Regions from separate parts of the Mus musculus genome. Here regions 1, 2, 3, 4, 5 and 7 are each linked to region 6. Evidence: chromatin contacts called from public Hi-C, HiChIP or PLAC-seq and promoter capture Hi-C data. All regions are on one chromosome and are shown on one strand. Each heading gives the region's core, a stretch centred on a gene start, on an enhancer-like site or on the middle of the called end of the contact. The rest is flanking DNA. Distances are from core to core; before and after follow the strand shown.

The links. Promoter capture Hi-C pulls out the DNA fragments that hold promoters and counts their contacts. Hi-C and Micro-C count contacts between places; a contact is called where the count stands out from the background. HiChIP or PLAC-seq counts read pairs in DNA pulled down with a chosen protein or histone mark.
Region 1: a Hi-C map of the N1E-115 cell line shows a contact between it and region 6, with 4 times the contacts expected there. The contact joins the enhancer-like site here to the promoter of Bod1 in region 6. A contact is called at or near these places in 12 of 39 promoter capture datasets (3T3-L1-derived adipocytes, cranial neural crest, embryonic stem cells and 7 more), 3 of 15 datasets of contacts at CTCF or cohesin (the NIH/3T3 cell line, pro-B cells and stem cell-derived epiblast-like cells), 15 of 484 Hi-C or Micro-C datasets (the CH12 cell line, the N1E-115 cell line, bone marrow-derived macrophages and 7 more), 24 of 115 datasets of contacts at active chromatin or transcription factors (Th17 cells, bone marrow-derived macrophages, differentiating embryonic stem cells and 12 more) and 2 of 9 other capture datasets (embryonic stem cells and liver).
Region 2: a contact with region 6 is called in a promoter capture Hi-C map of trophoblast stem cells, with 4 times the contacts expected there. The contact joins the enhancer-like site here to the promoter of Bod1 in region 6. A contact is called at or near these places in 7 of 39 promoter capture datasets (the 3T3-L1 cell line, cranial neural crest, hippocampal neurons and 3 more), 1 of 15 datasets of contacts at CTCF or cohesin (the NIH/3T3 cell line), 1 of 484 Hi-C or Micro-C datasets (neurons), 1 of 115 datasets of contacts at active chromatin or transcription factors (fibro-adipogenic progenitors) and 1 of 9 other capture datasets (embryonic stem cells).
Region 3: a contact with region 6 is called in a promoter capture Hi-C map of the HPC-7 cell line, with 7 times the contacts expected there. The contact joins the enhancer-like site here to the promoter of Bod1 in region 6. A contact is called at or near these places in 13 of 39 promoter capture datasets (the 3T3-L1 cell line, the HPC-7 cell line, cranial neural crest and 7 more), 2 of 484 Hi-C or Micro-C datasets (granulocyte-monocyte progenitors and megakaryocyte progenitors), 8 of 115 datasets of contacts at active chromatin or transcription factors (craniofacial prominence, embryonic forebrain, embryonic midbrain and 3 more) and 3 of 9 other capture datasets (adipose tissue, embryonic stem cells and liver).
Region 4: an H3K4me3 HiChIP or PLAC-seq map of embryonic forebrain shows a contact between it and region 6, with 5 times the contacts expected there. The contact joins the enhancer-like site here to the promoter of Bod1 in region 6. A contact is called at or near these places in 12 of 39 promoter capture datasets (the 3T3-L1 cell line, the C10 cell line, the HPC-7 cell line and 8 more), 1 of 15 datasets of contacts at CTCF or cohesin (the NIH/3T3 cell line), 1 of 484 Hi-C or Micro-C datasets (bone marrow-derived macrophages), 9 of 115 datasets of contacts at active chromatin or transcription factors (embryonic forebrain, embryonic hindbrain, embryonic stem cells and 4 more) and 1 of 9 other capture datasets (embryonic stem cells).
Region 5: an H3K4me3 HiChIP or PLAC-seq map of forebrain shows a contact between it and region 6, with 5 times the contacts expected there. The contact joins the enhancer-like site here to the promoter of Bod1 in region 6. A contact is called at or near these places in 12 of 39 promoter capture datasets (the 3T3-L1 cell line, the HPC-7 cell line, cranial neural crest and 4 more), 3 of 484 Hi-C or Micro-C datasets (CD4 T cells, CD8 T cells and the CH12 cell line), 8 of 115 datasets of contacts at active chromatin or transcription factors (bone marrow-derived macrophages, double positive thymocytes, embryonic forebrain and 3 more) and 2 of 9 other capture datasets (embryonic stem cells and macrophages).
Region 7: an H3K4me3 HiChIP or PLAC-seq map of forebrain shows a contact between it and region 6, with 7 times the contacts expected there. The contact joins the promoter of Nsg2 here to the promoter of Bod1 in region 6. A contact is called at or near these places in 20 of 39 promoter capture datasets (the 3T3-L1 cell line, the C10 cell line, the HPC-7 cell line and 12 more), 1 of 15 datasets of contacts at CTCF or cohesin (CD8 T cells), 15 of 484 Hi-C or Micro-C datasets (CD4 T cells, CD8 T cells, DN3 thymocytes and 11 more), 25 of 115 datasets of contacts at active chromatin or transcription factors (T-cell acute lymphoblastic leukemia, bone marrow-derived macrophages, craniofacial prominence and 15 more) and 5 of 9 other capture datasets (adipose tissue, embryonic stem cells, liver and 2 more).

The regions. Positions count from the first base shown.
Region 1 is chr11:32,103,705-32,107,914 of GRCm38.p6, forward strand. No RefSeq gene overlaps it. Among named protein-coding and RNA genes, the nearest start is that of Gm12108, 4.6 kb to the left of the region's middle. Within about 2 kb of position 2,832, at least 60 of the 459 cell types and tissues checked have an H3K27ac peak or open chromatin away from gene starts, as enhancers often do. A contact at or near this core is called in the CH12 cell line, the N1E-115 cell line, cerebral cortex and 6 more, where this site is marked.
Region 2 is chr11:31,233,717-31,238,010 of GRCm38.p6, forward strand. No RefSeq gene overlaps it. Among named protein-coding and RNA genes, the nearest start is that of Gm40822, 66 kb to the left of the region's middle. Within about 2 kb of position 2,830, at least 3 of the 459 cell types and tissues checked have an H3K27ac peak or open chromatin away from gene starts, as enhancers often do. A contact at or near this core is called in trophoblast stem cells, where this site is marked.
Region 3 is chr11:32,017,391-32,021,771 of GRCm38.p6, forward strand. It overlaps Nsg2 (neuron specific gene family member 2), which reads left to right. Exons shown (of 5, transcript NM_008741.4): 3 at 261-344. Among named protein-coding and RNA genes, the nearest start is that of Nsg2, 19 kb to the left of the region's middle. Within about 2 kb of position 2,746, at least 141 of the 459 cell types and tissues checked have an H3K27ac peak or open chromatin away from gene starts, as enhancers often do. A contact at or near this core is called in the HPC-7 cell line, embryonic forebrain, hematopoietic stem and progenitor cells and 6 more, where this site is marked.
Region 4 is chr11:32,084,505-32,088,888 of GRCm38.p6, forward strand. No RefSeq gene overlaps it. Among named protein-coding and RNA genes, the nearest start is that of Gm12108, 15 kb to the right of the region's middle. Within about 2 kb of position 3,062, at least 100 of the 459 cell types and tissues checked have an H3K27ac peak or open chromatin away from gene starts, as enhancers often do. A contact at or near this core is called in embryonic forebrain, forebrain and hippocampal neurons, where this site is marked.
Region 5 is chr11:32,062,615-32,066,553 of GRCm38.p6, forward strand. No RefSeq gene overlaps it. Among named protein-coding and RNA genes, the nearest start is that of Gm12108, 37 kb to the right of the region's middle. Within about 2 kb of position 1,752, at least 24 of the 459 cell types and tissues checked have an H3K27ac peak or open chromatin away from gene starts, as enhancers often do. A contact at or near this core is called in embryonic forebrain and forebrain, where this site is marked.
Region 6 is chr11:31,670,131-31,674,225 of GRCm38.p6, forward strand. It overlaps Bod1 (biorientation of chromosomes in cell division 1), which reads right to left and starts at 1,732. Exons shown (of 4, transcript NM_001024919.1): 1 at 1,371-1,732. The coding sequence starts at 1,571.
Region 7 is chr11:31,997,912-32,002,094 of GRCm38.p6, forward strand. Nsg2 (neuron specific gene family member 2) reads left to right here and starts at 2,508. Exons shown (of 5, transcript NM_008741.4): 1 at 2,508-2,685; 2 at 3,820-3,969. The coding sequence starts at 3,841.

The DNA.
Region 1 (4,210 bases), core at 1,582-4,081, 430 kb after region 6:
ACCTGCCTCTGCCTCCAAAGTGGTGGGAGTAAAGGCATGCGCCACCACTGGCCAACTATAAGGCTCCTTTTTAGGAACACACATGGACCTCCTGAATAAAAGAACCCATTCCCTTTGTCAGGGGTGGGAGTGAGCATTGTCTTGAAATAATATGCACGCTTCTCTTAAATGTAGGAAGTAATAAGTCTCCTCTTCATTTCTCAGCCCTGTTTGGCTTGAGCTTTTTGTCACCAACAGATAAACCCATTCCATTCCGTTACAATTGGGAGATAGAGCAGTGAGTGGCAGCCATTCACCAAGAAAGGAAAAGCTCTCAGATGGAACAGCTGCTACAAGGCTCAGGTCTCACACATCCGTGAGGTCATTAGCCAGGTTTACAGGGGATAAACCAGGAAGTGAACTGTGGTCTATTCATGATCACGGTCTGTGTATCCCCTGAGAAGGAAGGGTAACAGCAAGCTGTTCTTTCGGCTTAAGATGTGAGTGATGGGGACGTAAGAAGAAGTATTAACCACTTATTAAGTTTCTCCGTCACACATGGCATTTTCATCCAATGAAATCATCTAACAACATTAAACAAAGTAATGCCCCTGTGAGTAAGCATGAGTACTGATCACATATTCCAGCCTGTCTTTCTGGCTTATTTTATTTTTGCTTTGTGTTTTGGTTTTTGTTCTATTCAAGACAGGTACTTGCTGTGCAGCCTGTCCTAAACTAGAGATCCTCCTGCCTTGGCTTCATTGATGTGTGTTAACACATTTGTCTTTAGGACTTACCTCTTTTTAAATGTATGTGTATATATGTGTAGCTTCCCCAGTCTTGAGCAGGCTGGCTCAGACCTGTTCTGCCGCTATGAGCTAGCCCACCTGGGGTGGAGTCTTCCGACCTAGATAGGTCTATTGTTCTGCCACCTCGTTTTCTCCAAGACGCTGAGAGGCTGGACCTGCTTTCTGAAGCATCTTGAATAAGCAACAGCTTAGCAACAAAGCAATGAGAGCCTGGTGTGGTGGGAGATGGGCTTTCCCCTTTTATAAGCTCAGACTCTTAAGTAAACTTAAGTAAAAGATCAGTATCTTTGTCTTAGTCTTGTATTTCTCTCGCTGTCTCTTTCCCATACAGCCCCAGCCTCCCTTTCAGGAAACCAGTTCGTGTAGCTGTGGGCAGCTACGTATATGTGAGCATGCCTACATGAGTTCATTATGTGCGGCATTATGTGCCAGCAGAGGGCAGACGAGGGTGCTGGATCCCACTGAACTGGAGTTACAGGCAGCTGTGAGCTGCCTGATGTGGGTGCTGGGAACCAAACCTGTAAGAACAGTAAGTGCTCCTAGCTTCTAAGCCACCTCACCAGGCCCTGATATGTTACTGTATTACCATCATAAATCATGTTACTCTCTAGTGCAGTGGTGCTCAGCCTTCCTAATGCTGCAACCCTTCAATACAGTTAGTTCATTCTGCTGTGGGGACCCCCAACCGTAAAATTATTTCATTGCTACTTTTTAGCTGTAATTTTGCTACTGTTATGAATTGTAATGTAAATATCTGATATACAGGATATCTGACATGTCACCCCCTGCAGGGGTAGTGACCCACAGAATGGAGAATCAGTGTTATAGAGACTGCAAAGGAAGAACTGACCCCTGGGGTTGTGAGTCTGTAGGACTCAGACCACTAAGTCTCTCATTCTCTATGTGTCATTACAAAACATCTTTATGTTTCCTTCCAGCAAGAAATTACCACTTAGTACGATAGAACACCATCATTATAATACTGTGCAGTTTTCAGTCCTTGCAACTGATACCATACTTCGGGCCAAACAGCTCAACTCCGAAGGATCTGATCATTAGCTTCCTATAACAGCATACCCTGTTTTCTCAAAGATAGAAAGGGTGGCTTGTAGGTAGAGAGAATGTGTTCTTTTCCAACTGTTGGCTGAACCCAGGGAAGTGTGGTACAGACATTGCCCCTGGAAGCCTAGAAGCCAGAGTACATGGAATGTGTGCCAGGTGCCTTTACATCTGGGAGGGTTTTTACTTTTAATGACCCCATAACTGAAATGCAAAGAGGCTTAGACATGGCTCTGTTTTAGATTGGATTTTACCAAATACACCTGGTGCCACAGACAAGCATTTGATGACAGTGTCTTGGGCCATAGTCACGAATGGGCTGTGGCCCTCCCTGGTCCCCTCCTGTGGGCTGTGCTCTCATTTCACTGTTCTTGAACATTACAAGGGAAAGCCCCAGCTTAGTCTGCCAGCCTGCTGAAGCCTGTTTTTTTTTTTTGGGGTTTTTTTTGTTTTTTGTTTTTTGTTTTTTTTTCTGGCAGCCTTAGCTTCAGGTTCCTGCTCTTTCCAACAGGCAATGAGGCCAGACCTAAGTAATAGATTGCAGGGAGATTCAAAAGATAAAACCTGTCAGCATTTCACACAAGTAAACGGCAGGAACATCAGTAACACCATAATTATGCTGTTTGCCATGGTTTATGGAATTTTTAAATTGTGGAGTAAAACCCATCGGGTCACTGCTCTCCCCTGAGAATGGAGACTCTTTGCCGCCCTTGCCTGTGAGTGGGGCACAGGCTTGTCTTGTTCTGTCCTCTCAACTGGAAGTTCTGCCCAGATGCCGTCTCAGAACAGCAGTGAGTGAAGAAACGACCACCTGCTTCACTAAAGCATTAGCATGAGGCCTTGGGCACTGAATTCCTCCAGCACAGCAGCCTGCCACCAGCTTAGGTCACAGATCCGGCTTCTTTAGGAACTAGGTTTAGGCTAAATGTGTGTAGCTCCCAGCGTGCACACAAGCACTTGACTGCACCCTGCCTGTGGCTGAGAGGAATCTAGGCTAGGGCAGCTGTGAACGCTGCTGAGAAGGCTGGCTGCAGCTGCAGTCCCCATGGGGCGCATTCTCATCTGTGACTGTGTTCACCATACAGGGACTGCAGGTGGCACTTAATTTATCCCCTCTTTATTTGGTTATAAAATTCACCCACTCCCCACCAGGTAAATGTTCCACCAACATCAGGGTATTAATGTTCTTAAAGTCACAGAGCATCCTCAGAAGGTGATGTTAAAAATGCAATTCCATAGCTTTATCAGGCAATCATGTGACGCAGTGGCAGCAGGTTTGTGTCAAAGAGCTGCATCACCAGATACACACCCTGGCAAGCACCTGACCCAACGCCGTGCACCAGAGTTGTGCTCAGATTGGGATTTTGAGAGATTCTTACACATACTCCTCAAAAAGACATCATAACTGTTCAAAGCTCGTTTTCCTGGTAAAGGCTACATTACAGGATGATCGGCAAAGTCCAGAGGGTACAAAAATGGCTGTTGGACTCTGTGACCATGCTGATCTCGAGTAACAGTCCAGGGACTACATGGACAGCTGACTGTGTCCACTTTACAGACATGGAGACTGAGTTCTGCTGGGGAGTCTGCCTTCTTTCCCAAGGCCTCACCTAAGGCAGTAACCACTTTTCTTCTCCCTACATAATCCTTTTCTGCTTCTTGGAAACCGCTCTATTCTAAAAAACAAAAACAAAAACAAAAAAAAACTGGAAACAAACAAACAAACAAAAAAACCCAAACAAACAAAAATCAACAAATACTCGTGATAAAAAGTGACAGTTTCCTTAATGACACTTTCATTCGCAAACACCAGGAACTTGGATCAGCTTCACCCCATTATCCTTCCCTGCCCCCTCCCTGCTCCAAGCCTCCTTCCTTTGTCAAATGGACCCCTTTTACTTTCATGATGTGTGTGTGCGTGCGCACATGCATGTGTGCGTGTGTGCGTGTGCATGATCGTATATGTAATGTGTATATAAAATCCAGGTTCCACAGTGGCATCTTTCTTTCTGAGTCAGGCTTATCTTACACAATATACTCATCTCCAGTTCTGTCCGTTGTCCTGGGGATGCTGTCATTCCTTGTCCTCTGTGGATGAAGAAAATGCCAGTGTGTGTCCCTACCATGCTTTCCTGTCTGCTCAGCTGCTGAGGGACACCTGAACTCAAGTCATAGTTTGGCTACTATGGACAAGATCACACAATAAACTCAGCCAAGCAGGGACCTGCTGCTAGATCCTCAGCTGACCCTGCAGCTCTGTCTCCTGACATGATCCCTTGCAGGCTGGTGTTGGTCCAGGTCTTCCTGCTACCAACAGCGGCTCAGGCTGATGGGTACTGTTCTTCTCATTAGTGCCTAGAAAG
Region 2 (4,294 bases), core at 1,580-4,079, 440 kb before region 6:
TAGAATACCCAAGATATAAGTTACAATTTGCAAAACACATGTTTTAGCATAAAACAATAAATGAATATATTTGGTACAACTCAGACAGAATTGACCCAGTATGGTTATTTCTGTAGAGCAACTTACAAGCACTTAATCCCATTCCTAAATTAGTCAAGGCATGGGTGTTTATTATATTTTTGGTAGCATAATGTAATTGAAAGGTAAAACATTCCTGTCTCCCAGCCTCAGATGATTTCCCATGACAAATAGAGGATGTTTCTGGTAAGAAATTAAAATCTCTGGCTTCTGACTTCCACCTTAGAGCTTATCACTATAATCTTGCAATCTAGAGAATCTCTTCTTAAATACAAAATTTAAAGACAGGTTTACCTCAAACATCAGATCTAAGTCATCCTTATATTAAACTGAATTGCATTTTCAATCTTGTTTTGAATGATGTTCAGAATATGATATGTTCTCAGTGAATGATTCATATCTGTATTAATATGACACTTTGACTATGTGAAATAGGTACCTAATGCTGGTTCCCTAAGATTTTCTTTGTAGCAAAATATGATGAACTGGACTCATAAAGCATTCCAAGCAAGTTTTGGGAATGCAATTAGATGAGTATACTTTAACAAACTGAACATAAACTAAAAAACAGAGCTTTGATGTTAAGTGGACAAAGTTAAAGGCTGCCCAGATAACTCGTAAAATATTATTTGCGTGCGAAGGTCATGGATCTGGCAGCCTTTGCCCTGCTATCCCATACCTTCTTCTCTACTAAAAACTGTTAGGTTACATTCAAAAGTTAGCAACCAAGGTCCATTCCCTTATTTGGTCACTTCCTCCTCCTGAGTCATACTACTTCTCCAGTCCAACTATCAAAGTATTGAAGTCCAGCAATCAAAAGCCCCCTTTGGCTCACCTAATTAACACAGCCAATAAAAATTAAGGCCTCATCCTAACAATGGTTTTCCCCCTTGTACTTTTATAAACTGCCATTTCTTTTATGTGCCATGCTTGTCTCATCTCTATCCGGAGGCAGTTCTTTATTCTACTGCTGGAGAAATACTGCTGGGTCTGGCATGGCTATGTAAGGGGAGGTGTGACATAGCTCCTGCCCCTTTAGCACCACCAGGCCATTGATCCCATGATCCACACATGTACTGATGATAGCTGTTGCCCCAAAGTTGATCTTCTGTCTTTTCTACTCTACTTTCAATCTTTCTTTCTGGGGAATATTCTTCCTCATTACTAATTATGCCATACCATGGCAATCATGCCATAGTAAATGAAACATGTGCAGTTTTCAGGAATGAGGAATGGAGATGGTCATGCAGCTGTGGAGGAAGAGAAACATGCCGTCTACTTGGCCTGCAGGGTCATGGGAAAGGATCTAGACAATATAACTATAAATGTCATAAAAAGCTTACATGGTTTTTTTTTTTTTTTTTTTTTTTGGAAAAGGTTCATTGCCAGAATTGGCCTTGAATTTGGAATCATAAGGAAATACATGTACCCTCCCCTCCAATGACTGCTGCATTGATTAGCCAGGATGAATTTAGAGATACCAGGGATAAAGAGTTAGAGTGATTTCAAGAGGAAAAGGTATGACTAGAAAAAGAAGAATTTATATATGATTCAGGAATAAATAGTATTAAAAGAAGAGTACATGAGGCTATGGAATTGCTAGGAGAGGTAGATGAAGATTAGAGAATTACAAGATGATGTAGAAGCATGTAAAAGTTAGTACTCTGTTTTTCTAGCTAATTGAAGAATTGAAGATAACAATGCCTGAAAATATATTAGAGAAACTGTTTACTGTTTTACTTACATAAAAGTAAAACTTTGTAAGGAATCATTTTTTTAGTAGTTTGTTATATTTTTTATTCTTAGATGGATGTTCTTACTAAAGACTGCTGTACCAGAAAACTAGAAGAGCTGTGTCCAGCTACCCGTAAATAGCAGACTATAAACCTGTAAGACAATGTGCTTTTGTTTTGTGCTTGGTTTTGCTCTAAGGAAACGGGGGTTGGGGCTTTTGATCTGGGACTCATAGAGTTTATATAAATTGAAGATTTTTTTAATAATTATTAACAATGGCCAAAGCCTTGATGATGTAGCTTTAGTACATAAAAGACCGTGTTCAGGCACTTTCTTGTTGTGTCTGGCCAGTAGATCACAACCTGGGTTCTAGCCTGGAAAGGCATTTTGGAAACCTGGAAGAGAAGAGGGGCTAGGCGGCACGAGATAAGGAAGGAACCAAGACAAAGGTCTCTGCTCAAGGTTCAATTTTTACTATTTCGGCACTCCATTATGAAGGAAGAGGGAGGGGCCCAATTCCCGCCAAATAATCTTGGAGTCCAGTAGCAGGGTGATCACGTGATGGCTCCAAACAGCAAAGCGGCAGGTTCCAGCAGTGGGCGTGGCAGAAAGATTGAGCGGGAAGCTCCACCCCTGAGCAAGCAGGTTTCAGTCTGGGGGAGGGGAGACTACACTTTCTGATTCTTATTATTCAATATATCATGAAACTCAGTTGAAGAATAAAGGATCACCAGTGAATAGACGGAATATCTGAAGCCATTCTTGCCTTTCTCAGAACCCTCCTGGTGCTGAGGCAGGACCTTGTCAAAATACCACTTCCCCCTCTGCCTGGTTCCCTTCCCTGTCTTCCAGTCCTCTATCTCCTCTTGGTCTTTTATTTCCTCCCCCTGTCCCTCTGGGGCAAATCAATCTTCTCTGTGCTGAGAACTTGATCATGGGGAGCCAGAGCTGATACTTTTCCTTTCTACTCACTTTCTTTCTTTTTCTGTTTATGTGGAGGGGAGTGTTTATGGCAGAGATTAGCATTTCAATCAGTAGACTGGATAAAGATCTCTGCTCCTGCCCAGATAGAACAGAAGAGTAGACAAAGGGTGTTACATTCTGAGTATGAATCGTTGCCCATAGGCTCATTTATCTGTTGAAGGTTTGACCAGCAAATGGTGGCACTATTTTGTAGAAAGTCTGGGAGGTTGGGCATGGCTGGAGGAAATACGTCACTGTAGAGATATACCTCTGATACCTGGTTCCTTCCATTCATATGAGAAATGTAAGAATGACTGTAAGTTTAGAGTGGAGTAATGCTTGATATAACTTAATTTTTGAGCTTACTTTTAGGTTCATAAAATGAAAAACAATATTTGTCCATCTGCCAAATGGCTTAATAAATTCATGCAATGGTATTTCTTCTACATCTCACAAAATGCATATTAAAGTTTGTAGTGGAAAAAAGTTTCCAAGGAATAGCCAGGGTTTATAAATCAGCTTATTCATTCCATTATTTATCTTGGAAATAGTAAATAAGAGAAATTGGAATCTGATTAACTCATCATTCAGCTTTTTGAGAATTGTGAAAATTAATGAGCTGTTTGAGTAAAAAGCAAGAAAACCACCTATCCAGTTTCTAAGTGGCTGACACAGAATTGAGCATTAGTGATCACCCCATGAATATGGAATATGCTGTCTAAATGTCTTAGATATACTTACTATATAATATGATGCAAAAGTTACACCTTTCTCATTTCTGTATTTAAAATTTCTCCCCTGAAATTTAGAATATGGATATAAGCAATAGTAGAATCACTTGGTGGAGAACCATTGCCTGTCAGTGTCAACTTTGTAAATGCTAATTTTCACCTTCCTTTGAGATCTATATCCTTAATAATAATATTAATCTCCTTAATAATAGCAATAGGCCCAACTTGAGATCCATCCCATGGGCAAACACCAATCCCTGACACTATTAATGATATTCTGTTATGCTTGCAGGCATGTTGTCCTCTGAGAGGCTCCAGCCAGTAGCTGACTCAGACAGATGCAGACACTCACAGGCAAACAATGTATGGAACTTGAGGACTCTTACTGAACAATAGGAGGAAGGATTGCAGCCACTAAGGGGATAGAAATTCCATAGGAAGACCAACAGAATCAACTAACCTGGACCCTTGGGGCACTCAGAGTCTGTACCACCAACCAAAGAATATAAAAGGGCCTCCCCACACTTACACAGGAGATGTGAAGCTTGGTTTCAATGTAGGTCCCAAACAACTGGAACAAGGTTATCCCCAAAGATGTTGCCTGTATGGGGGATATATTCTTCTAGCCTGGCTGTCTTATCTAGCCTCAGTGGGAGAGGAAGCACCTATCTCACAGAGACTTGAAGTGCCAGGGTTGGTGGATACTCAAGGGGCCCACATTGACTCAGAGGAGAAAGGGATGGGGATGGGGCGGGGTGACAGGGAGGCAGGAAGTGAGCTGGATGTAA
Region 3 (4,381 bases), core at 1,496-3,995, 350 kb after region 6:
TGCTCCCTTTGTCAAAGTAAGATACAGATTATGGCAGTAATACCCATAACGCTGGCAAACATAATCGGAGAGGCAGAATCAGCAGCGTCACCATGCCTGCTGGGATGGGAGAGTGCTATGGGCTATTTGAATGTATTCGTGTGTGTTTGGAAGGGGGCTTGTCATCTCTGATGTCTGTGGGATGGACAACAAGTTCTAGTGGCCAGAGGAAAGGGAGGGAGAAACGCTGTCTCTGAGCTAACACTTGGCCAATTTTGCAGGTGATCGTGAAGACAAGAACAGAATACCAGCCGGAACAGAGGAACAAAGGGAAGTTCCGGGTGCCAAAGATCGCTGAATTTACGGTCAGTTCCTCAGTGGGATGGAATGGAAGGGGACACTTGCTGTGGCGCAGGGACTCTGTGGAGTAGGAAAGTGGTACAGGCTATTTCAGGAGGGATTATGGAAGTCACTCCGACTTCAACACGGAGGTTCATCCCAGGACAAGAGTGCTACCCAAGCTCTCCGGTTCCGACAGATTTGATAATTGATAAAGAGTGACTACAGCTTCTCATTTATCCCCTGCCCTCTTCTTCCTGTGTTTCCACCACAATCTTCAGGAAATGTGACAGGAACATATTAAGAAACACAAATTTTAGTCAGCAGCTTTGGTCATTAATGGATAGCAGAAGGAAGAAGAAGCAGACAGGTACAAGCCAGTGGTGTATTTGTTTTTTGTTTTGTTTTGTTTTGTTTTGTTTTGTTTTGTTTTGTTTTGTTTTGTTTTGTTTTCAGGAGTGGGGGCATGGTGGAGATTTAGTCACTAGCAGTGGACAGAGCAGTTAAGCATGATATGTAAAGATGATAGGAGGAGCTGAGGTTAGTGTGTGTGGAGCTGCTTAGGAACTGACAGGAGAAGGAAGCCAGCATTCAGCAGGCATGAGGGGGCTGGGGACTGAGAGAGCAAAGCCTGTGCAGAGGCCCCGAGGCTGTAAGAGTGCTGCCCAATAAGAACAAGGGCAGTGAGGCTGCGCTCTAGAAAAGGGGCAAGATGTAAAAATGCTGCACCAATAGGAACACCACCAGATAAGTCAGGAGAAGTCTGTAGGATGCAGGTAGTCTCAAGCCTTGTGGGCTGTGTGGATGACTGTTGAAAGCGGTAGGAAGCCTCTTCAGGATTTCAAGTAGAGGAGGGATGTGACTGAATTTGGGCTTTAGAAAAATTGCATCGTCTTTCACATAATGTGTGATGGGCAAGAGGTTAAATGGGAGACTGTGAGGCTACTGAAGTGTCCAAGTAAAAATTAGTAGTGATCCAGACAAGACTAGTGAGTGGATAGCCGCAAAAGCAGACCTAACGAGCTGAAAGTAGATACTGCCCTTGGTTATCTGGGTACTGGAGTGGGTTTCCTTCTGCCCTTCATTGTTGCTGAAGCCAATTAACTACTCAAAGCATGCCGGCAGCAGCGACGGCACAAGTGTTTCTCGCTACCCACCCCAATGTTCAGGGTTCCTGAATGAAACACACACACACACACACACCCTTATATTTTAATATGCCTTAAACAGCTCAATGGCTGAGCCACTCCCAAACTTCCACACAGCTAACACACTCCCCTCCGATATTCCTGAGTTACTACTCATTAAAATCTATATTCCATTTTTGTTGCCCTAAACCCCGTCAGGGGTCCCCTGAGGCCACTCTTCCCAGGCTCTTACATGTTGGCAAGCTGTCCTGCACACCTCAGGCATGGCAGCTGCCCCTTTCCCAGCGCAGCAGCTATCCCTTCCTCCCTCCTTGTTCCTTGCTCTGGAATCCTAAAAGTCCCACCTCTGCCTCCTTGTCAAACCATTAGCTGTTGGCAACTTTAATTACCAATCAAAACAGAGGTCAGGGACCCTCAGTGTTTTACATGCAAATTCTCGTGCAATTTTGGGGACCCAATTAACATAATACAAGCATTAGACCAAACCAGAACACATGACAGTCTTTCTCTGCACTAAATCTGTATTTGAGTGGCTGAGTGTGTGATGCTGGCTCTCTAGCAAAGGCGGGGACTGCTCATTTACTGTCATCTTACCATGTTTTCCACTGTGCAATGTGGACTTAGTACGAGGGGGACTGGCCCCTGCTGTGTGCAGCCACCTGCGGGGAAAAGTTATGAGGGGCAAGCAGGAGGGAATGGGGGTAATATGTACAAATCGGGCCCTGGAGTAAAGTTGACTTGTCTTGGCTCTGTCGTTCATAAAAGGCACAGAGTCACACATAAGAATACTAACAGTAGTGCTATATATAAAAATCAAAGTATTAGACAAGGTTAGACTTCCTACCTTTCTCTTGATTTCACGAATAAAACTATATCTCTATAGTGGACTATTTTACAAATTCTTAAGCTTTACCTTTTTAGGCTAGCAAGATGGCTCAGAAGATGACCTAAATTCAATTCTTAGAGCACACATAAGGGGAGAGAGTTAACTGTATAGAATTGTCCCCTGACCATGCTTGCCTTGTACACATGTGCACAAACACACACACACACACACAAACACACACACGAGAGAGAGAGAGAGAGAGAGAGAGAGAGAGAGAGAGAGAGAGAGAGAGAGAGAGAGAGAGAGAGAGAGAGAGAGCGAGCTGGGAGTCCCCAGTGGATGAGGTGGTATAACTCCCCCATTAATCAGAGAGATGATTCAGTCCGCTGGCCCAGTTACCCAGTGTCAAAGCCAGAGCCAGTGTCAGAGCTGGGCCTGTCTGTCTGGCCTTTCTGTCCAGCCATGCTGCCTGTAGTAGAAATGAGTCAGCTAAAATAATGAACAGAGTAGCTCTAAGCCGGGTTCAGGCCTGATCACTGCCTTTAATCCAGTTTTGTTCAGTTGATCCTCACGGGTCAAGTCAGTTCTGGAAGAAGAGATTTGTGTTTCACTAGCAGCCCTTTGCGAGCCTTGACTGTCAGGCGTGGGTGGGGACAAGCCCTGCCTTTTGGAACAAAAAGAAGGGGGGAGGGGATGGAAATGAAGCAGATTCTCATTTGCTTATATAAAGCTTGAAGTGTTAATTAGCCTGGTTTTCAGCTTTCTTCAGAGAGCTTCCTCTGGGCTTTGTAAAGGATGCATCTGCTGGTTGCAGGGTGGTAGGGGAAAAGGGTGAGGAAGCTGTGTGGTAATTAAGAAGAGTCTGAAGGTCTTAGATGAGGAAGCTCACTGGGGCTCAGGGACCCACCACGTATGTCTGCTGTGGGAGCAGAATCATAGAACTTATTTTTGCCTGGGAAAGGAAGATTGGGCTTCTCTGACTGGACCAATGGTTCAAGCTTTGCAAGATGCTGGCTGGGAGAGGTTCTGAGCCGAGTAGCCATGGTGTGTGGAGGTTTGGCTTGCTGCCACCCTTAGATGTGCCTGGAGCTGTGGGTGGAGATGCTGGGGGAACATCTTTACAGACAGCCTCAGAGAGCTTAGCACGGACAGTTGCTGCTCACCCCTACCCCACCCCTGTGCACCCTGTTTTTCTGTATCTCCAGAGGTTCTTCCAAAAGGCTTGAAGAGTGTCCTTAGGCTAACAGGAACAAATCCATCCATCCTGAGCCCTGGGAGCTGGGGATGCTGTTAAACTGCCTGCTACAGAACATAATGATGTTTTAGAATGGCAGTTCTCAACCTTCCTAATGCTACAACCCTCTAATGCAGTTTCTCATGTTGTGGGGACCCCCAATCATAAGATTACTTCATTGCTACTTCATAACTATAATTTTGCTACTGTTATGAATCACAATGTAATTATCTGATATGCAGGTTATCTGATTCCCAAAGGGGCTGTGACCCACAGGCTGAGAACCACGGCTCTGGAAAGTTCTGGTGTTAAAGCTGTGGTTCTGCTGTGGGAAGCACTGGTGCATGGATGGACTGGTATTATGGAGGAGCTGGTGGTGTGGAAGGTTTATGCTGCATTGAAGAATGGGTGTCACAGATAGAAGGCTGTGGTGTTCTGGGCAGCTCTAGTGCTGTGGAGGAGCTGGTGATACAGGCATCTGATACATACAGGGCACCAGATTCAGGAAGAATTTTGGTGCTATAGAAGGTGCTGGTGGAACCAAAGGTAGTGACACTTTGGAAGGATGAGTTCTAAAGGAAGATCCTGGTGGTGTGGAGGGCACTGGTTATGGGATGGTGACAGTGTGGGCCATTTGTGCTGCCTGAAGCTTCTGGTGTAATGGAGAATGTGATATTATGGAGATACAAGCGCTGTTGAAAGTTCTGCTGTGCGAGATTCTGATACTGTTGAAGATGGCAGCAGATTGGAAGGTACTGTTGCTCCAGGAAGCCTTGGTATGAAGGAAAGTATCGATCTTGAGGAAGAGGCAGGTGCTGTGGATGTGCTGCTACCAAGAAGGATGTCTGTAGTACC
Region 4 (4,384 bases), core at 1,812-4,311, 420 kb after region 6:
GACTGAGCCCTTCAACCTTAATTAGCAATCAAGTAACCTACAGGCCAATCTGATCAAGGCAATTCTTCATTTGTGGTTCCCTCTTCCCAAGTGACTCTACACATTGACAATAAAACCTAACCAGAATATAGGGCAAAAGAAACCAAAGAGAACATGATGCCCTAACCCTTGGCTGTGCCCCAGGGGCCCTGTGTTTTCTGCCAGGAACCACAATATGGGAGAGATTAATACCGTGCACTTCCTGTGCAGACCAGATGTGACTAAAGCATATTGATCCCCCTCTTCTTCAATCCTCGTTCCCCATTTCTCCCTGTCTAGGGGACTCCTCCCTTAACCTGGGACTGAAGCTACAGAGGAGAGCACTTCTGGGCTGTACAGCTGCCCGGCTTCCTCCTAAGCCTTTCTGCTGTGCTGGAGCAGATTCCCTTCCCAAACATTCAGGACTTCCAAGGTTGGAAGTGCAAAGCAAGGCAGCTTTGGGCTCCCATATTGATCTCCTGAGGTAGGCAGGACTCCAGGGAGGGCGAGGGAAACAATGGGACAGACAAAAACTAATATGGGAACCAGGAGGGTGGGGGAATTCACTAGTTTCCTAGGACATCTCACCGGAAAACAAAAGGCGAAGCTGGTTTCAATAGAAAGGGTGTCCCGGGTACCTGTACTGCTGACATCCACATGGGGTTGCGTGCAATTCCTGTGCAAGGAGTTGGTGCACATGGCAGGTTCCCCCTCATCTGTTGAGGTGACAGACATGTGTCCCACCTCCCATGGTTTCCTTGCACCCAGCAGCTTTCTTCCTTTTTTTTTCCTTGTTTTGTGAAAAAAACCTTAAGAAGAGATGGGCCCTCTTGATTTTGAAGGGCGGGTTACCATGCTGGGCCACAGATCAGTCATCTCTGAAAGCCACTGAAGATGCTACACCTTTTGGTGTACGAAGATTTAATTCTTCATGTAAAAATAAGCATGTACATCCATCTCACTAGTATGTAAGTTTGATTTCATCTTAATAAACGGCAAAAATATGTGTGTCACACTAGTGTTTAAAAATAATTTCTCTATGCCATATCATCAATAAATGTTTGATTCACTATTTTATACCTTTTACATTTTTATTTCATTAATTTATTTTTTTTACGTTTTGCCTTCCTGTATGTTTGTGCTCCACACGCATGCCCGGTGCCTTGGAGGTAAGAAGATGTTGGATCCTCTGGGATTGAGGTTACAGATGACAGTGAGCTGAATATGGGTTCTGGGAATCAAATATTCAAATATTCCTCTGGCAAGAATAAGAAATGTTCTCATCTGCTAAACCAACTCTCCAGTTTTATACCTACTTTGTATTTCTATTTTATATGCCTCTCTACGTACATCTGGGGTCATGCAGAAAATTTTTTTCAACCTAAAGAGGTAGCAAGTGGAGAGAGGTTAGACCTGCCTTCAAGGGTGCCGTCCTTGGGACATGCATCTCCAAATGACGTTTCCACACTGGATCTGAGTCTTCATAAAGCTGAAAATGCTGAGTGCTCTCACCACGGCCAACGCAGTTCTCTCACAAGCAGAGAGACCCAGTGTGTAGGCCCCAATGGGGAGCGAACGTGGGATAGATACCAAGGAAAACTTCTGAACAATTGCTGTGACATCTTCCTAACAACGGTAGTTAGGACAAAAATAACCCTCACCTTCAAAAGCACATCCCCAGACAGCGATTGCACTTGAGCCTCTGAGGCTCCGCGAGACCTTGAGCGGTTCCTGGAAAAGGTGGCTGGGACCTGTGGCCCTGAAAGGCTGGTCAGGGTCCCAAAGTTGATCTGTCATTTTGGGTTCCAATTCCAGAATCTGAGTTCCAGAAATGGCTCTGTGAGGAGGTGCCAAGTTCTCAAGCAGTAGATGTACAAAGAAAGAGAATAAAGATTATGGGATGGGAGGCAGGATCTGCAGCCTCTGTGGTCCCCACTTCAGCTCTGCACTCATGGGATCACAGTCCTTCCAGCTTACCTAGGCCCTCTGTCTGCATACTGCCTTACAATATCAAACACATGCCCAGGTATTTCTCCTGGGTCTCCTGGCTTGATATGGCCCCTTGACCTGACACTCTCAGCCACACTCAGGGCTAGACCTAACATCTGTACAGACTGTCACTGCACTGAAGGGACCCAGGACAAAGAGCTACAGAAACTAGGCTGTGGTAACCCTCTGAGGGGCTACTGTTTGGCTCCCAGCCACAGACAGCTGCCTCCAGGCTGGAGAAGCTGGTATTGGCCAAACAGATCTGTTTAAATAAGGTCTGCTTCCCTGTGCTCTGGGCCTTGGAGACTCAGTGGGGCAAATCCTGGAGTTACTCAGAAATGACTCTGAGGGGCTTCTCTCACACCAGGCCTTTGACTTTGCTCAGGCCTAGAGGCCTCGGTACAGATATGGGTGGCAGTAGAACTGGCATCATCCGGTTGCCACAATATGTCAGTATTCTGAGCAAAGCTGGTCCTCTTGAAATCTCCCCAAGGCTCCAAGGCTCTGAAATGCAGAGAAAAAATATGTCTTCTCCAAAAACCAGGGCTTGTGGCTTCGGGGCATATGCTCAACTCCTGCCACAACCAACACTTACTTTATGGATGTGCCTGAGATAGAGAGAAAGACAGAGTGTTTGTTATAGAAGTTTCTCTTTGAAGTAGCTTTTGTATCAGGTAGAGCTAGTTTATGCCCTGTCTCCACTGGGTATCCCAAGGGATCTTGGGCATAGCTCTTGCCCTCTGGGCATCTACTTCCTCATCTGTGAATGGATTTGAACTTTGAATATTAATCTCCCTGAGCATCATCAGTCCTGGCTGTAAACTGGGAATCAGCAGCGTCCTGAAAACTGTGAGTACCTAATACATGCCCAGTCAACCCTTCTTGGACCTAAAGGAATTGTGAGGAATCTAGGTCCCACTGAGGAGCTGGGGACTGGGCCCCCTCTAGAACTAAATGTTGGATATATCTGATCGATGCCTGCAGGAAAGCCCCACTCCCAGAGACTGGCTGTAACTCCTTTCTGCCTTTGTTTTAATGCCTGCTGTAGTCTGGCTCTGCAGTGATGCAGATGTGGGTGTTGTTGCTAGGCAACTGGGCTACGGCACTAATCCTAGGAGGCCTTGGTTTCATTGGCTGCCTATTCTGAAGCTGCTGATAGTGTTGACTTGGAAATGGCTGTAAAAATGAGATGAGATGATGTCAGTACCAGGGTACAATGTTTGTGTGGTGGGACAAAGAGGCCACTCATTCCATAACAGCCCCAAGGTGCATGCTCCTGATGACTGTTGTTTTACCAATAACAACCTCAGGATGTAGGGAGGAAAGTGGTTGTGGTGCCAAGGAATAAATCTACATGCATGTGACTTCAGAGAGGAGGGGAAGCTGGGCTTTGATGTCCTCCCTGCTTCACCCATTGTCCATTGCAATGCTTTAAACGTAAACCAGATCATGTGTTCCTGCCGCAGCCCACTGTCTGTGTGAGTAGGCTAGACCGTCCTATATGAGACTCAGTGCTATGGGACCCCAGAGGGTTGTTTACACCTTCGTTCACACTGCTTCTCCCTCATTCTGCATCTGCTGCCTTTTCTCTAAGTGTCCTGCTCTTGCTGTCCTCATCACAGGTCCCCCACTCCCCTCCAGGCTTCAGTCAACACCCACCCCACTGCCGCCCACCGCAGCCCTCTGTGAACCTCCCGGCTTTTGAATTTCTTTCTGCCCATTCGCATAACTAACTCCTCTGTCCATGAAGTTCAACCCTGCTTCACCATATTACACTGTCCCAGCCTGGCAGATAGGGGAAACACAATAGATCCCTCCTGGGTGAATGTCTGAGAAGTAGACGTTTAGTTTATGAATGCCTCCTGGGACCTTTGATCTGACACTTGAGGTGAACACTTCTTTGATATCTGATCTTCCTCTATTATGGGCCAAGTATGCTGGGGACACTCTCTCTTGCCATTAGCCTATTTTATAGGTGAGGTGCTTGAGATACAAAGACAGGAAGGAGCTTACCCAAGGTGTCCCAACTTGTGAGATCCAAGCCCAAGTTTCCTGGCTCTTCTGTCCTGCTCTGAGGTCAAGATAAGACTAGTGCGAGAGCCAGGCATAGCGCCACACACTTTTAATTCCAGCACTTAGGAGGCAGAGGCAGGAAGATCTCTCTGAGTTTGAGGCCAGCCTGGTCTATTTACCAAGTTCCAGGTCAGCAGGACTACATAAAGAGACCTCCCCCACATCTCCATAAATAAATAAATAAATTTTAATGTTTAAAAAAACACAAACCCTAATGGGATGTTTGACATTGTATTTGAGATACTTGTGTGTCAGTATCTGGTGTGAGGAAGCTGTTGCAATACTCAGGGAGCTGTCAAGGGCA
Region 5 (3,939 bases), core at 502-3,001, 390 kb after region 6:
AGGGCTACGTAGAAAAACTGTGTCTCCAAAATCCAAAAACGAAAAAAAAAAAAAAAAAGAAGAAGCTGTTTGCTCCCTCTCTCTCCTTATGGTCATGGCTGGCCTCTACTTCTCTTCTCTTCTCTTCTCTTCTCTTCTCTTCTCTTCTCTTCTCTTCTCTTCTCTTCTCTTCTCTTCTCTTCTCTTCTCTTCTCTTCTCTTCTCTTCTCTTCTCTCTCCTCCCCTCCCCTCCTCTTCCCTTCCCTTTCTCTCTCTCTCTCTGTGTGCCTTTTTCTGTCTCTACTACCTTCTTAACTCCCCTCCCCATGCCTTGAATAAACTCTATTCTATACTATACCATCTTGTGGCTGGTCCCTCAGAGGGAAGGGATGCCTCAGCATGGGCCCAGGAAGGCACCTCCTTCCCCCACACCTGACTACAATTCTTTCTCTCTTGATCTTTTTATAAACACAACAGAGACAACCCTTCACACTCCAGAGTTCTGGCCAGTCAGCCTATCTTTTGAAACAGTGAGGCCCAGTCAGGACTGTGAGCTGGCATCCCACTCACAGAGGCCATGAATCTATGTAGGCAACATGTAAACACCAGACACATTATTCAGTTACACAGAGTCAACTAAAAACTTAACAAGCACGTGTTCAAACGTTCTGTTGTAAATGAATTTGCAACTCTATTGCAAGAAAGAAAGAAAGAGAGAGAGAGAGAGAGAGAGAGAGAGAGAGAAAGAAAGAAAGAAAGAAAGAAAGAAAGAAAGAAAGAAAGAAAGAAAGAAAGAAAGAAAGAGGAAGAAGAAAAAGAAAACAACAGTTTTCCTTTATCCACCTTGACAGACCCTATATAATGCATATAACGGTAGGAGGAGCGGGGACAATGGCAGCCCTGATTACTAGGAGTGACCCTAATGCTATTCCTGGTGGAGTTATAATTTTCTCATCAGAATAAAGGGGACACAATCGCCTGCATGAGCAGGGAGTGGCTACCGGTGAGAAGAAGCCTTTAACCAAAGGTTTAGTCAAGAAAAGCGCCTCTTCACAGGGCCCTGCTGGGCCAGCAATGTCATAAAGCCAGGGCCTAGGCTAGTGGAACAAACTCCCTCTGTGTCCTTTGCATACCTTTTAATCTATTTACCAACATCAGGAATTCTTCTGAGAGGGACCTCCGCTGTGCAGAACGGTAATGTGAGGTCTCTGGGAGCGGGTTGGGTGTCTCAGTGTGGGTGTCAATCTGAGAACTGGGTAGTGAAGGACAGGTTCCTGCTTCAGGGAGGAATTCAGGAGGGAGGTACAATGCATCCTCCTAAGCCAGCTCCTGAGATCTCTTCCCTATCCTCTGCATGCAAAGCCTCCGCCTAGAGGGCAACTGCCTGGCTCCCTGAGGCTCACAGTTGAGGCTGGAGGACAGAGGAATGGGATAAATAGATAATTGCTGCCTGTCAGGGGGAGGCGATGGTGGTGCTAGAGCGGGATCCCAGCAGGCAACCACAGCAGAGTTATTTTAAGGAGACATGTTATTATTCAGGAAAATTGAGAGACCACCTCTTCCGAACTGCCAACTGCTGTGATCAGTTCATCCCCCGCCCCCACCCCCACCCCCACCCCCGCCTAATCTGACTGGGGACTCAGGAGAAGCAGAGATAAACTCCTCATCTTCTTTTTCCCAAGAAGCCCAAAAAACTAGCAGGTGTGAGTAGTGAGAGAAAAGGCTGGTTTCCTTGGCAACGTCAATGCCATCATCAGACTCAGTCTAGCATAACACAGCATTTACCCCCCCCCCAAGCCCCTCTCCTGTCCTTTCATCCATCAGAAAGGATCGTCTCCTCTCAGGGAACACAGACCCAGGAGCTCAACTGGTCACAGTTGCCCTCCACTGGCCAGGTTGCCCTCTGGAAACCTGCTGCTTCTCCCTCTGCGTCTCCTGCGTCTCCTCTTTCTTTGTCTTTCTCTGCTTTCAATCAAAAGGACGGTGCTTAGAGTCTGTGGATGGTCTGAGTGTGTTTCATCTGAGGATCCTGGGTTTCAGCCTGCACAAGATGGGGCAAGGGGTCTGTAGTATCCCTGAGAGTGGGGAAAGCAGCCTGTATCTGCCAGCTCTTCTCTACACTGCAGCTGCCTTATCCTTCACGTCGGGATCACCATTGCATTTGCCTCATTTGGTGAGGATACTCAACAATTTACCTGCAGTAGCCACAACTAATCCCTCCTACTGCTAAGCCATCACTGTGCTTGGGTTTCCCTGATTGGAAAGTGGAATTATTTATAAGCACCTCACTCTCCAGCAGGGCTGCTGTGGGCCAAACATGTTAACTGCCTTGAAGGCCCTATAACATAAAACTGGCTCCTTTCTGTCAGTGTTTTGGAAGCTTGCAGCTGTGGTCCCTTCCCTGGTCCCATTTACAGACTGTCAGAACCAGGGGTGACCCATTTCCCATCTCTATGCACAATTTTAGTTCTTGCATTTAGTTGTATCAAAATATAATTTTTTTCTTTTTTTTTTTTTTTTTCGAGACAGGGTTTCTCTGTATAGCCCTGGGTGTCCTGGAACTCACTCTGTAGACCAGGCTGGCCTTGAACTCAGAAACCCACCTGCCTCTGCCTCCCAAGTGCTGGGATGAAAGGCGTGTGCCACCACTGCCCAGCTTCAAAATATAATTTTTAATGGTAAAATTAAAATGTTGCCTCACAGTCGCGTATTCTGAAAAAAATGTTGAGCAAGCTCTTCACATAGATTATTTTTAAAAATAAAACTATAGACTTTATTCAAATGTCACCGGATTTGCAACTAAAATCCCTTTTGAGATGCAAGATATGACCTGCAATTCCACAGAACATTTATGTATGGGCATATTAATATATTTAAATATGTGTGTATATATTTGTATATGTAATTGTATATGTAAACTATGTACACATGTGTGTATATGTGTATATAGTATACATTTACACATTTATGAGTGCATATATCTATTACATAAATGTGTATATGAAAAGATGCATGTATGTATGTGCATGTGTGTATATATGTATGTGTCCATGTACACGTGTATGTATATATATTCATGTCTGTGTGAATACATGTATAGATGTGTATGTATGTGTGCATACATGTATGTGGGGGCCTGTATGAATGTGTGTGCATATACATATGTACATATACTGTGTGTATATATGTTTGTGTATAGTTGTGTGTATGTATATGCATGCATGTGTGTGCACATATTTTGCACTGCTAAGGAACAAACCCACAGACCAGAACATGCCATGGGAGTGCTTGACCACTGAGCCACACCTCCAGTATTCATTATCTTCTCAGTTCACCCTCCAGGCTCATCTAACATTTTCTTTCCCCTTTCTAGTCCTGGAATCTGTTGTGTTTCCAAGAAGCCTTAGTTTCTCCTATTGCAAAAGATACTAAGGAACCAAGACTTGGGTGTTAAGTATGCTTATCAGTACAGAGCTGTGTTGCTTTTAGTCCCTCTTGGCATGACCTATGTAGTATGTGGTAGTATGTGTGCATGCATGTGAGTGTATGTATTCGTGTGTATGTGTGTGTATTCGTGTGTGTGTGTGTGTGTGTGTGTGTGTGTGCGCGCTGTGCATTATCCATTATCTGTCATCTAACTAACTCACCCATCATTATCTGCCTCAGGCAAATGCAAGTCTATCTTGACCTCGATCAGTGAAAAGCACCAGGAGCAGGCTCGGATTCCTTCTCTGCTTGCTGTCTCTTCACTCCCTGGCAGCCGGAAGTGGCACAGCAACTCACTCACTCACTCACTCACTCACTCACTCACTCACTCACTCACTCACTTGTAGTTTAGATCAAAGTTGCTTCAGACACCTGAACTTTTTTCTTTCTGTATTTTTCTCCCATACAACACGTCCCAACCACGGCCTTCCCTCACTCCACTCCTCCCAGTTCCCAGTTCCCCAGCCTCGCCTC
Region 6 (4,095 bases), core at 482-2,981:
TTTCCAGGAAAGCTGTGACCCTCAAAGGAGCCTGAGGCACTTAGTCTAAATCCTCTTCCTCAGAGCTTAAGAACAAGACTAGGAAACTACCTCGTGAGTACAAGGAATGTTCTGAGCCCCTGACCTTCTCTCCAACTGGAGGCAGATAGTACCTCTTCACCCGATCCTTGGTGAATGGCATGTCAGTGTCTGCATGGCTCTGGTCGCTCTACGAGAACATGGAAGCAGGAAGGATGGCCTACCTGTGCAGATTGTGGCCTAAGACATGTCTATGTAGGGAAGACCTTACCGCACATCAAAGCCGTAGGACAGGCCCCAGCAGCCTGTAGCTGACAGCTGAGCCCCAGCTAAGGCCTACTAGACCAGCTTGCTTGGTGACTCACAGCCCTGACAGCATGAGGAGCAACCACTACCCTGGGGAGCCCTCTCAGTCAGCAAAGAGGCTCCTAGCTCCACACCTTAATCTTGGCAAGCAAGTTTTGTAATGGGAAAGGAAATGTTCTGGCTACTATATACCTGCCCCGTGACACACATTCCAAAGTTTCCAAATGAGGTGAATTAGCATTTTGTTTAACGGTAGACTGGCCTTTGGCACTGGATCTAACATAGCCATTAACTCCATTTCAATTAGTTAAATGGAAAAAAAGAAGGTGCTGATTCGACAGCTTATCCCAATTTGACCTCAAACAAGTCTGCAAATGATTCAGCTGGGGAAAGGGACTATTAACGTGCAGTCCCATCCAGCCAGTGCTAAAAATCACCTCCCAGGTGAACAAGGGAACGGGTGGAGCTTCTAAAGTACTCTACCTTTCCCATGGGTTGTAAAACACAAGTTTCTTGGGTATGGAGTGGGTATACGTGTGCAGCCATTAAAGAATCCTCAAGTTCAGAAAAGCGAAAGAACTATAAATAAATAAATAAATGAATAGATAGATAGATAGATAGATAGATAGATAGATAGATAGATAGATTGATTGATTGATTGATTTAAAAATCACAGCTGGTAAGGGCTCCAGTGTCGGGTGTGCACCACTCAGAAGATAGATAGATAGATAGATAGATAGATAGATAGATAGATAGATAGATAGATAGATAGATAGATAGATAGATAGATAGATAGATAGATAGATAGATAGATAGATAGATAGATAGATAGATAGATAGATAGATAGATTGATTGATTGATTGATTTAAAAATCACAGCTGGTAAGGGCTCCGGTGTCGGGTGTGCACCACTCAGAAGATACCGGTAGTGCCCCGAGCAGCGCGTCCCTGCCAGGCTCTCGAGGTGCCTTTTGTTTTACTCCGGGCTCTGGCACGTCAAAGCAACTGGATGGTCCGCCCCCCTTGGTCCCCCGAGGCTCAGGTACCTTAGTGTCCACGTCGGCCAGGCAGTCCCGGCGGAAGCTGTCAAACAGCCCACGGCTCTTGAGCTGCTCCACTATGAGAGCGATGAGCTGCGGGTCTCCCGGAGGCAGCGAAGCGGGATTGACAGGGCCGCCGGCCCCACTCGAGCCCCCGGACGGTCCCGAAGCCTGGCCCGCCGCGCCTGCTCCCGCACCGTCCGCCATGGCCGCACCCCGCGCCCGCGCCGGGCCCCGCGCTCCGCTGCTCCTCCGGGAGCCGCGGGCAGAGCTGCGCAGACACGGAGGGGCCCACGGAGGCGGCGGCGACGGAGGCGGCAGGGTGGGAGGCGGCGGGGACCAAGGCGCTCCCCGCTCGCCGCGCTGCCGGCGCTCGTCTAATGGCGTCACCGACGGCCTTTGCATTGTGGGACGGTTGGTTTCCTGGAGCCATCACCTATGTTCTTATAGCCCGTGTCTGGCCGTTAGAAACTACAACTCCCGGCAGGCTGTTGGCTCGCTCGCGCTAGTTTGCGGGACAGCTTGGGCATTGTAGGCTCAGAACCTACCCAGTCACGGCAGCCCTCCCAAATCAGACCTCCGGGTCACCTGCAGAACTGATTAAAAGATTACGAGTGTATCCTTTAACGACTGTGATTCAGCAGCTCTGTATTTATGCCTGGCAGCCTGTGCTTTTGACAGTCGCTCCATTCCCACGATCCCCTTAAATAATGTGATCTGGGAGATTTGGTTAACAATGGGTTAATCTTATTGTTTTGACAAAATTAATTTTTACTTTTTGTGTGGCAGGGAGGGGCGGTGGAGCGTGCGACAGCACATATGTGGAGGTCAGAGGACTACTTGGGACACACTGGTCTCTCCTGTGATGTAAGTGGTGGGATCGAACACGTATCCTCCAGCTCAGTGGCAAGTGCCTATACCCTCTCAAGCTCTCTAACCTGCCTACTAATCAAACTTCTGTTCAAAAGTTTGTACCCTTCTGCCTGATTAATAGCAATGCAGATTCATTTTACGAACTCGTAAAATAACAAGAAGAAAATAAAAACTGCTGTTAAGTCTTTTTTGCATGTGTGGATTTTCGCCTTAGCATTAAATATTGTCAGCATTACTAATAGTAGATCCAGTAAGTAGAATGAATTAGATGTAATAGTGCTGCACTCTTTAAATACGTTCACAACTACCTGAAAGCTGGCACTACTATTTCTTTGTGCAGATGCAGAAATAGAAGAACAGAAATAATTACCGTGGTCATATATATACCTAGATGAAGTATAGTAGGTGCTGTGGTCCAGTGTTTAACCTAACATATCCACGGTCCTGATAGCTAGCTGTCATTTTACAACAAGTAAAATACCCTAGCTTTTACACCCACAAGTCTGCACTGAATTCCCCACTGTTGCCCCTATTAGAAAAAAAAGTTTGGATTGCTAAGAGAGACCATCATTTCAGCTAAGTGTCTGGATGAGGCAAACTTTACTTGATCAAGAGGCTTGCTGGGGCAGGAAAGGGCAGGGGAGGGAACACACCTAGACAGGAAGTGCATTTGGTTTTTATTCTGAGGAAGGTGAATCCTGTCTTTTCTCAGTTGGCTAGGGTCCAACATAACAATCTTACTCAGTTATCTGAAAAGAATTTGTGCATAAGAAGTAGAGGAGGAAGGGGAAAGAGGTCACTGCACCAAGGAGAAAAGGCCATCAAATTCCTTTGTGTAAATAAAAAATGTCCACGGGATTCTAACATTTGCAGGTCTTACAAAGTGAGGGAGGAAAAAAAAACTTAATTTCTTCTTCTAAACACAAATTTTATATATTTTATAGGAGAGATCATATTTGATTTTTTTTTTCAAGACAGGGTTTCTCTGTTTAACTACCCTGGCAGTCTTAGAACTCGCTTTGTAGACTAGGCTGGTCTTGAACTCACAGAGATCCGCCTGCTTCTGCCTCCCAAGTGCTGGGCTAAAAGGTGTGTGCCACCATGCCTGGACAGTTTTGATTTCTTAGGTGCTTCTGTCCTCTTTGTTTCTTGGCTGATCATCAACTCATCAACTTCCCCAGCTCTCAGAACTACATCTGCTGTGGTTCCTCCTCGTCACCCATGACAACTGAAAAAGATGTGGATAACATTTACAGTGCCCTTGGCTCCGGGGAAGATGCACAGTAGGCAGTGATCCAAGATGCTCTCACCCAACATTTGCTACCCAAGAGAACTGAAATTAGAGCACAAAACAAGTAGCCACTCTCAGTTCATACTTCTTAGCAACAGCTCAGCCAGTCGCAAGGTTAAGCTGATCACAATGTGTCATGACAGCTTGCAACCCTTTGGGACATCTCAAGTCTGTTTCTACTACTGACCCATGCTGACCTCTCATGTCTGGCTCTGAGGGAGTCCTATTAGAGAGTTCAACCCTGGCCCCTCCTGGAGGGAGGGCTGGAGGCAGGGTGCCCTTCTTATAGGTTGCATTTTAGGCACACCATATCTTATTCTTTCCTCACAAAATCTTTTTTTGGTCCCCGGTCTAATTTTGTCTATTGTTGAGCTAAGTTCTTAAAGCAATTGTTGTAACTGGAAGTGAATAATTTATAGGCTGATTGGCCATCTGCACCCCGATGCCCCCAACCACACCCAGAGTATAATCTTCAAAGTAGAAACCACAACTGTTTGTTTTGACTTTGGTGCTTAGCACAATACTTGGCTAAAAGTCCCTGTCCCTTTCCTACTTGTAGAATAGCGC
Region 7 (4,183 bases), core at 1,258-3,757, 330 kb after region 6:
CTATTCAGTCCAACCAGGTTGATGGTGGAAATGAACTGTCACACTCTACCCAGTGTCATCACAGTGTGTCTGTCTTCCTGAAACTCTTTTTAATTTCTCTTTTCCATGATCTTTTATTGAACTCTTTTCCTTTGTATGTTTGTTGGTTTTGTTGGGTTTTTTTTGTTGTTGTTGTTGTTGTTGTTTAGGTTTTTTGAGACAGGGTTTTTTCTCTGTAGCTTTGGATGCCCTGGAGCTCATTCTGTACCAGGCTGGCCTTTGTAGTTCTTGAACAGTTAGACATTCCAGGATGCCATTGCACTGTCTCCTAGAATGTCTCACCGCCATGGCAGGCTGCAGAGAGGGCCCAGCTGAGACCAGTCCTGTCAGTCAGACCACCGGTGGATCTTCCTAGCCAGCATGTGTCATGGAGATCCTGCAGCTTTGGATCTGCCAGATCCTAAAGCCTTCATGCACTCCAACAGTTCATAGATGGGTTAGATGTTGGGGTGGCCTAACTCATTGCCCTGGATCTGGGCCTGAGTGCTAGCTGAGCTGGTCAGCCTGCCAGTTCTCCTGCACCCACCACACCACCAGGGCGAACTCTCCAGCACTGCCCCAGCCAGCTTACCCAGTGATGCAGCCAGTGAGGGTCAGGGCCAGCTCTCCTGCTGTCATGCCCTTGAGGCCGGCTCTCCCACCCTCTGCACAGTAGATGATGTTTATTGCATTTTGATTATTACACACACACACACACACACACACACACTATGTATCTTTTTGGCTATCTTAAGATTGCAAAAAACATACTTAAATTGATACAGATTACTTGGACCCAAAGCTTCATCACTTAAAGCAGTCTATAAGGCCATATCCGACACCATCTTGGTTTCTTTCCACCGCACTCTGCTGCACAGATGTCTTGCATGTTGCGTACATTGAAAACCTCATCAAATGATGTGATAGTATTTGCTTTCAATCCTCAATTTTTTTTTAAATACCAATTATTCTATTTTATCTGGAACCCCTCAACCTTGTTCTCCATCAAGGTTAGACATGCCATTCCAGCCATGGCCTTCCTTCCAGCTTGGGTCTTAACCTCACAGGTCACCAAGCCTGGACTTCTCCTTGCCTCCAGGCAAGCTGCTTTCTGGAGCTTAGTGAACTCTAGGGACCTCTGTCTTGAAAAGTGTGGCTTTTCCTTGTCAATCAGCCATGAACTATCAGAGGGGATTTCTTTGACTCTTAGGGCAGCAGCGTTAGGATCTGAAATATACATGTTCACAATTGAACCTGTGGTTGCTGGCTATACTGTGCTGGTCTCGTGCCATGCATGAATTTGGCAGTCATTTAGGTCTTTGGAAAGAAGGGGAAGGAAAACCAATATTTCTTAGAATACTTCCCTCTCACACATATACATCACCATTTAACACTGCCCTGTGTGGTGCTGATAGATGACAGCCTTCATGGTCTCAAAAACCCTTACACACATTTCATGCCCGAACAATACAGAAGACACACGCGTTTCTGTGCCTTGTAACACATAGACACTAGCTAGGGTGATTTTTTTTTTTCCACACAGAACAAATATTTTTTAAATCAAAGTGAACCACTCAGTCAGTACTGCAGCTGTTGATGAACAGTGATTTGAGCCACAGCTGGGAGAAGTCACTGGCAGTGGGCTCAATCATCCCTGTGGTTGAAATAGGCGTTCAGAGCATCTCTCACAAGTCAGATGTGTTTCCATGGGTACATTCTCTTCCCGTACTCCCTGCCATCTCATTCTGCAAGTGCTGTTATCCTCCATCAAAGGCAAGGCAGCAGAGGCTCAGGGAGTGGCTGAAAATGTGTCAGACCCACCCAGCCAGTTTGGTCCGGCTGACACTGCCTCTCCACTCCTTCTTACTCTGGTCAGCAAACTGGATGTTATTTAACGTCTTGACCTAGATATGGATTTTGGGGACAAGAGTCAGGGATCAAGTCCCAGTTCTGGCCTTTTCCAGTTCTGTGACCTTAGACAGGTCAAGTCTATGCACTGTCTGCAGTTTATGCAGGTGTGTTCACAGTGCAAGCCACCCCATTTCCCAGTCTTTGTTAGAAACCACAGTTTACAAAAGAGGGCAGTAGCTTGAAAGAGACCAGAAAGGTGTAACAGCACAGGAAATGGAAAGTAACTACCAGTTTACTTTCTCTTCTAACCCAGAGCAGGTGTTTTGAGTTTTACAGTATTGTTAGGGAAGCTTTAGCAAGAGGGGAGCCCTTCTCCTAAAACAAAACAAAACAAAACAAAAAACAAAGTGCCTGCTTTTTCAGTTTCCACCAAAGACTCAAGAATTGCATTTTACATTATTGTAAAAAAAATTATAAGCCACATTACTGTTTTTGGAATAACCAAAATTCCTTCCACTTTTCTTTAAAACGTTTGTCCTATGCAGGGGTTGTGGCCATGCATGAGAAACAGCAGGTGGTGCCAGATGACAGGTGGTGTGGGAGCCGTCCCCGGTGGGAGGCGCGAGCTGGCGAGCAGGCTGGCAGCTGCCAGATCTTCTCTGCGCGCTGGCGCCTCGTTCTCAGAAGCTCCGGATCCAGGCACGCGAGGGCTGCTTTTTTCAGCACCACGCTCTGGCTGAGGAGGGAGGACTCCTGTTTGTCCTCCTCCTCTACATATTGGCTTGACTCTGCTCTGACCCCCACCAGTGCCGCACAGTAAGTAGGCATTTGTTTTTGTTGTAACCACTCCCCAGCACCCTCCCAGCCCTTACCACCCTGTCATCCCCACAACTCCGTTTGTCTAATTACGTCCCACCAGCCGGATTGACAGGAGAAATTCAGTTGTGCAGGGCTTTTGAGGGTGCGGTGAAATCAATCCTTGAGTTCAAAGGGAACTGGAGGGAAATAATGTGATTTGTTTATTTAGTTGGCAATCTTGCAATATGGGGGCTGCTAACTTTCCATGAAAAGAAAGAAAGGAAGGAAGAAAGAAAGAAAGAAAGAAAGAAAGAAAGAAAGAAAGAAGGAAGGAAGGAAGGAAGGAAGGAAGGAAGGAAGGAAGGAAGGAAGGAAGGAAGGAAGGAAAGAAAGAAGGAAAGAAAGAAAGAAAGAAAGAAAGAAAGAAAGAAAGAAAGAAAGAAAGAAAGAAAGAAAGAAAGAAAGAAAGAAAGAAAGAAAGAAAGGAAGGAAGGAAGGAAGGAAGGCCCTGGCTATTGAGGAAATGGAGCTATTTCATGGCTGAATAAGGAGATCAGGTTCAAGCCAGCCTCTTTCTGATGTAGAAACCTGGGTCTCGTGTACAATCTACATATTATGTAAAAGAGAGAGAGAGAGAGAGAGAGAGAGAGAGAGAGAGAGAGGGGGGTCTTGAGAGAGAGATTGACTGTATTTAATTGTGTTTTAGAGATTGGTGAAGAAAAGGCAAAATAGCGATGTGGGTGGTGAGATGAAATGTATCTTACTGCAGGGGGCCCAGAATAATGGAGTTTCCTTTTGTGCTAAGAACAATCTTGCCAGTGGGGCTCTAGGGATATGTTAGCCACAGTTTCTTGGTATTTTTTTTAAGCTCATTTAAAAAAAAAATGAAGGTCTGAGGTTTTGGGGGTTTTTTGGTTTGGGGGTTTGGGGGTTTGGGAGGGGCTCCCTAATTCGAGGGTTGGTGAACTCGGTGAGCAGTTAGCACATTCTGATGATTAATGAAGTTTCCCCGGACAATGGGAATCATGTCAGGAAATCTAGTGGGAGATTGATGGCTGTTGCCAGGTTGAATGCTGCTGCAGTTGAGCTGTCTCAGACCGTCCTCAGCCCCTCACATTCCCACTGTAACCAGAATCCTGCTGCTTGCCTTAGGTCTGGAATAAAAGCAGAAGCATGGTGAAGCTGAACAGCAACCCTGGAGAGAAGGGGGCCAAGCCGCCTTCCGTGGAGGATGGTTTCCAGACCGTCCCTCTCATCACGCCCTTGGAGGTTAATCATTTGCAGCTGGCTGCTCCCGAGAAGGTAACCGGGTGATCTTCCTTTCCTTGTCCCCCAGGCTACCCTAACCCAGGAACCCAAGCAGCAAAAGATTTTTTTTTTTTTACCCCTTCAAATCCTTTCATTCTTCCAGCCACCAAACAGGCTCCCTTCCTTGGAAAATATTGTGTCCAGAGATGAGACATTTCTTGTGTTATTGCAGATTTATGGTGTTTGCTCATAATCTACACATACAGGC